Linked DNA regions of Salmo salar: region 1 is linked to region 2. The links are chromatin contacts, called in public Hi-C maps. All regions are on one chromosome and are shown on one strand. Each heading gives the region's core, a stretch centred on a gene start, on an enhancer-like site or on the middle of the called end of the contact. The rest is flanking DNA. Distances are from core to core; before and after follow the strand shown. Region 1 holds the start of LOC106613785 (single stranded DNA binding protein 4). Region 2 overlaps LOC106613785 (single stranded DNA binding protein 4).

Evidence for each region. Hi-C and Micro-C count contacts between places; a contact is called where the count stands out from the background.
Region 1: a contact with region 2 is called in a Hi-C map of muscle, with 2.4 times the contacts expected there. The contact joins the promoter of LOC106613785 here to the enhancer-like site in region 2. A contact is called at or near these places in 3 of 3 Hi-C or Micro-C datasets (blood, gill and muscle).

Annotation. Positions count from the first base shown.
Region 1 is chrssa10:22,508,430-22,511,259 of Ssal_v3.1, forward strand. It overlaps LOC106613785 (single stranded DNA binding protein 4), which reads right to left and starts at 1,309. Exons shown (of 18, transcript XM_045687512.1): 1 at 1,040-1,309. The coding sequence starts at 1,095.
Region 2 is chrssa10:22,449,285-22,452,048 of Ssal_v3.1, forward strand. All of the region lies in intron 4 of LOC106613785 (single stranded DNA binding protein 4), which reads right to left. Among protein-coding and RNA genes, the nearest start is that of LOC106613785, 59 kb to the right of the region's middle. Within about 2 kb of position 1,432, at least 7 of the 13 cell types and tissues checked have an H3K27ac peak or open chromatin away from gene starts, as enhancers often do. A contact at or near this core is called in muscle, where this site is marked.

The DNA.
Region 1 (2,830 bases), core at 59-2,558, 59 kb after region 2:
CAAAAAAGTACATAAGATGTAGCCTTCATGTAAAGCACTGGTTTAAATCTGAGTCTCCATTTATGATCAAAACCGTTCATCTGACATTTTAAAAGTTGTGGCAGTTTCTCTGCTTACCCCTAAAGAGGATAAAAGAGTCGTTTGAACTCTGATATAGCAGTTATTATTATTCAAAGCATCATAATGAGACAATATTTCATCAAAAGGATTGAGATCATTGTTAGTCCTAGGTTTTTAAAACATGTATCAGTTCGATATAGTCTAAAAATGTTACAGTAACACTCCAACATAGATGATACATTGCTTATACCATGCTTAAAAAAAGTTTACGTATGTATAAACTTCCTTTACCATGGAGTGGAGTTTAGTCTGCTGATGTTGGTATAAGTAAAGTTTAATTTAACAGACAAGACAAAGTCCTCGTCATTTGCTCAAGTGGGATGTCCTGTACAAGTCCTTAATAAACACGAATATGGCAAGAAAACATGTAGCATAGACGTCTAGAAGATATCTAGTAGACCTTCTGTACGGGTCGATTGCATTTTGAAAAGTCCCTCGTAACACGTCTCAAAACTTTACACATTCAAACAATGTGAGAGTCAGCGTCCATGCAACTCCATCTAGAAAGACATTAGACGTATTCCATATTTTAAAACAGAACCTCAAGAGAAAATCTTTTTTCGCAGTAGCAATACTGTAACTTCATGCAATCGCTGCATGCGCGCTACATTGTATCTTTAAATTCCAGAAAGCGACACATTTGTAACCCCAAATGAAACATAACTACAAAAGACGAACAACTCTTCCGTGCGTTGCGTTCACAACGTGCGAGAATTTTGTAATAAATATCATCTAAAAGAACGAGAAAGTGCAACTAACAAGAAAAAAAGTTAAAGAGACGTACCACGGCAGGGGTAAACAACACTCAGGAGAGCGAGCGAGTACTGTACACACCTTTAAATTATGGTAGCTATAGTTTAGAAAGTTGGAACTTCCTTTTAACCATGTAAAACTCTTAAATGGTGCATAATTCACTTACTTTTCTCTCGCTTGACTATCGGAAGGGACGACAGCTCCTTTACCTTTGGCGTACATGCTGGATTCTGTTTTAAGACTTTTACCCCTCTCAACACCTGTCAAAGAAAGCAGCCAGGAAAACGTTCTATCTCCATAGCTACCCCTTTAGTGTTTTTCCTCCCCCCTCCTTTTTTTTTTTTTTTTTTACATCTCCAACATTGGCCACAAATCAGGCACAGTTTCTATTGGGGGGACTTGAAACAGACCGCTGGTGGATTTTTTTTCCCCTCTTAACCGCTGTTCGAGAATGTATTCTTACTCCCTCCGCTATGGAATGGTAGGGGCTTCTTAAAGGGGAACGCACACTCTTCTTGTTTACTGACCTCAGAAACATGTAAGAGATTGAGATATGAAAAACAGACTAACTGAAGCCCTCAGTTTAAGGCCTTCGTACTTGCTTGAATATAAATGTTCAAAATGGCAATTTTGTCTGACCATGATACAAAAAGTATTTACTTTATAGATGTCTCTTTTTTCTACCAGGTTACAATGAATGGACTGAACTGAATAATGTACCCATTAGAGAGCTCTCAGCATTACAATTCTGACTGGGAAAAAAGGAGACTTCTATGGGTAACATACGTAAGACATGTATCATCATAATCAATACAAATAAATATCTAGGTTTCGCAATGAATAACTACGATTCAGAAGAGAACATGTCTAAGAAAACTGGGTAGGCCATAGCAAGCTTTATTTTGAGAGGCCACTCACTCAGACCTATACAGACTTCTTAAATGTCCAGTCCCTGAAAGAGAAACAAATGGATTGTGCTCACTAACTGGGAGAGTACATGAGCTTTGTGTACTACATTTCACTGTCAGCTGATGGTTTACATTTCTCAGATCATACATTCAAAAGGGCTCTACTGGATTGACCAAAGTCTCAAGGCCATTTTCGCTGCACTCCAACGTTGACTTAATTTACTGAGCAGTTCTAGGGAGGTGAGGGGCTGGACAAATACATTTCACGGTAGCTAATTGAATTATACAAATAGCCAAACTGACCATTGTGTGAAAGGCTACTGCCAGCATTAAAACATATCAAAATAATGAGTCAGTCTCCCCAAAATGTATCAGTTTAAGTATTGTGCATCACAACTGAGTCACAGATTTGTAATATATTTTACTGAGGATGTAAATATGCCTGTTGTTGGGCATATTAGGTTTCTCCATTGTGTAAAAGCATTATTTAAACTGCCTCTTTAAGAACATCACGTGTGTGATGACATGCAAGAGATCAGACATTCATTAATTGCTATGATCATTGATCTTCTGAAGAAGCTATTCCTTTTCCTTTCTTTCTGTGCCCCCAAATGTTCGAATATAGCCTACTAGCAAAGATTGTAAAGTATGAAGATGCCTAGAAATTGCTTTTCCAAAATAAATCCCTGATCAAGCTTGTAGGTGATGTCATGGCGAGTTGGTTAGCTAAGCTCATGCCAGAAACATGTCATCGGTCTCTAGATCTTCTCGCGCCGAACTGCGCATGTGTAGGCCATCAAATCAAAGGCACTTCTTCGATATCAAGTTGTTTTTGATGAAAACGTGTCAGTTTGTTACTTTCACTAAGTTGGCGTAATAACATGTACAGCTACTTTAGGCATTGACTCAAATCTAGGTGTGCCTTTAAATCTCGAGCAAATTAACAACTAAGGAAGAATTTTTCACTTCTCCCAGTGACTTCCCAAACCTCTGTCTGGTCTGTCGAGTCTGCTTCGAGAAGTGTTGAGCTGTTGATACTCTGGGTTTAG
Region 2 (2,764 bases), core at 182-2,681:
ATATTTACAAACAAATTTCAAACGTAAAATGATATTGAACTCAAACGATGGCCAACAATTGAACAGCAGTAGCTGAGTATATCTGTCTGAACCAAGTGCGCAGTATCGTTTGGTATCGCGTATCGTTTTGGTATCGCGTATCGTTTTGGTATCGCATATCGTGATGGTAACAAGTATTTTGATACTAAACCTGGTATCGGTATTGAAGTACAAATTCTGCTAAGAGAAGAGAACACTCCTCATTAACAAGCCATTGTTGTTGAAACACACACAGGCCAACTAATGCTGTGGAGACCACTTGTTTTACAGTCGATGGGGGTCAGTTAGTGAACAAACACACACGGCGGTGGACGCACAAGCGTGCACACACACACACAGAACAGTTTGCGCATACAAGGCACTAAGAGTACCATTTTATAGTTCAGTGAAACTGATGTATGATTCACTATGCCTACATGAAATTACAACATATCATGATTTTTAAAATGACACTGCAGGCTTCTGGGGTTCAGTCTGGCCAAGAACAGGCACTAGGACCCAGGGGAGATCCCTCAAAATGTTCCCCCATACCCTTTAACACACAGTGCCCAGGCTGCCTCCTGTTCTCCCTCCTCCTCCCTCCCTCTCCCTCTCTCTCTATGCTAATTTTGCATGTGAACATGAGCAGGCCGCAGAGTCCCTGGAGGAGAAATAGGGTCGTCTGCCTCCGCTCTTCTCCTTCTCCCTCCTCCTCCTGCCCCAACACCCCTCAGCCAATAGAGTCTGGGTGTCAGGCAGCTCACAGAAGCCGTTGTCATGGTGACAGGTCCTGTCTGTGCTCTGTCCCTGAGGCATCCCAGATCGAGAAAGCATCGTGTTTATGAGAGAGAGAGAGAGAGAAAAGAGATGAGGCCAGACAGAGAGAAAAACAGGGCTAGAGATAGACGTGAGGGACTGAGAGGGGGAGGAGAAGGAGGGATAAAACTGCCCTACTTTGACCAGCTATTGTTCTGCTTATGTGGGGTTGGGGATGGCGGAGCACAGGGGGTGGTGAGGGCGGTGTGTGGGCCAGGTCGGGTAGGCCTCCCCGCTGCGGGGCTCACATGGCCTGCAGACACCCAGGCATCTCACACCCCTATTCCTGGAACCTCCACCCAATCTCTGACCTTTCCTCAACTCCAGCAGACAGGGCTGACCCAGTCACAGGGCCAGTCCCCCATTTATTCAACCCTCTTTGAGGGTCACACATGGACCCCCCCTGCAGATTCGCTCCGGATCATGTAACAAGCCAGAAACACCCTGCACCTGGTGTTGCCTAAAATAAGGTCCCCAGCCGCTGATCCGTGGCATGACGACAGGCTGCTCAGTGGGGCAGTGTCAACGACAGGGCCAGGGCTCCATCAGTCCTCCTCACCCATAGACTGGCACTACGGAACATCACAGACACAGCATCATGAAAAGGAATACAACACACACACACACACACACACACACACACACACACACACACACACACACACACACACACGGCACTAACATATGGCAGCAGCACCATAGCCTAACCATGCCAAAGCCTTCATAGAACATCTAGCCAAGCCAGATATGAACTAATAGCTGCTTGGCCATTCTCCTGGTTTCTCTATTATTGTAAACTACGGTAATGGTGATATTATTGCACAGGTGACAGGGAACAGGGCTCCAACATACAGTGAAACCTGGGAACATTATTTCCCAAAATTCACACTGCTTGTTAATCATCCACTGCTACAGTATTGCTGCCATCGTCACATAGTAAGAGCATATGAGGAACACAGAGCAGACGATAGCACCAGTGTCAACATTTCAACAACAGATACCCAATGATCTGGCCATCAGTGTGGACACCATTGCCAGAGAGCAGGTGGCGGCATTGGGGCGAGCCATGCTCCCCCTCCCCATAGGACTCAACCTAGTCACCACCCTCTCTGCGTTAGTACTATACTCTACCTTTTGCAATAGGCTAAGAAATAATAACCTAACGTTCTCTAAATGAAGTGAGCGTAACGCATATTGTGTACACTTGACTCTCCTTGGCGAGGCCTTTCCGAGGCATTAATTTCAAGGTAAACAATTGAAGAGGCACATTACTCCCACAGGAGCTTCTGAGGCTGGAGGTTAGTTAAGCCCCTTTTCATCAAATCAGAACAAGTACCAGTTGGAAGCTAATCCCGTTTGGCGACCGGACCCCTCCACTGAAATGGCACAGCAGGGTGCGCTGATGAAAGAGGGAGTGATATGAGGCACATGAAAGGCTGAAGAGGCTGGGGCACAGCCACCGTTTAGCCAGCATTGTGTTGCGCCACTGTACAATAAGCTAGTTAGATCTTTAAAATGGAAAAATATGGTTCAAGTCATTTAGTTATTCGGAGAAAGGCAGCCGTCCAACACATCCCTGGATACGAGGCTCTGCTATGAACATTTAAAGCCACCTGATGCAGCTATTAAGACAGACCTCTCTATAGGAACCAATGTTCTACTGTTGGTCATTGTTGTTACCACCTAAATGTCCAAAATAAATAGCTCCAACCTTGATTCAAGTCATTATAAATTATTTGGAAAAACAAAAATTAAAAAACATGTTTGACTGATGTGGAATTGGAATGATTCGGACAAGACAGACAACAATTTTTTTATACTGATGTGTACAAATCTAATGGACTATTTAAAAACTGAGGTAGGTATTCATATCTATCAAATCAAAGTTTATTGGACACGTACACTGATTTGCAGATGTTATCGCAGGTTC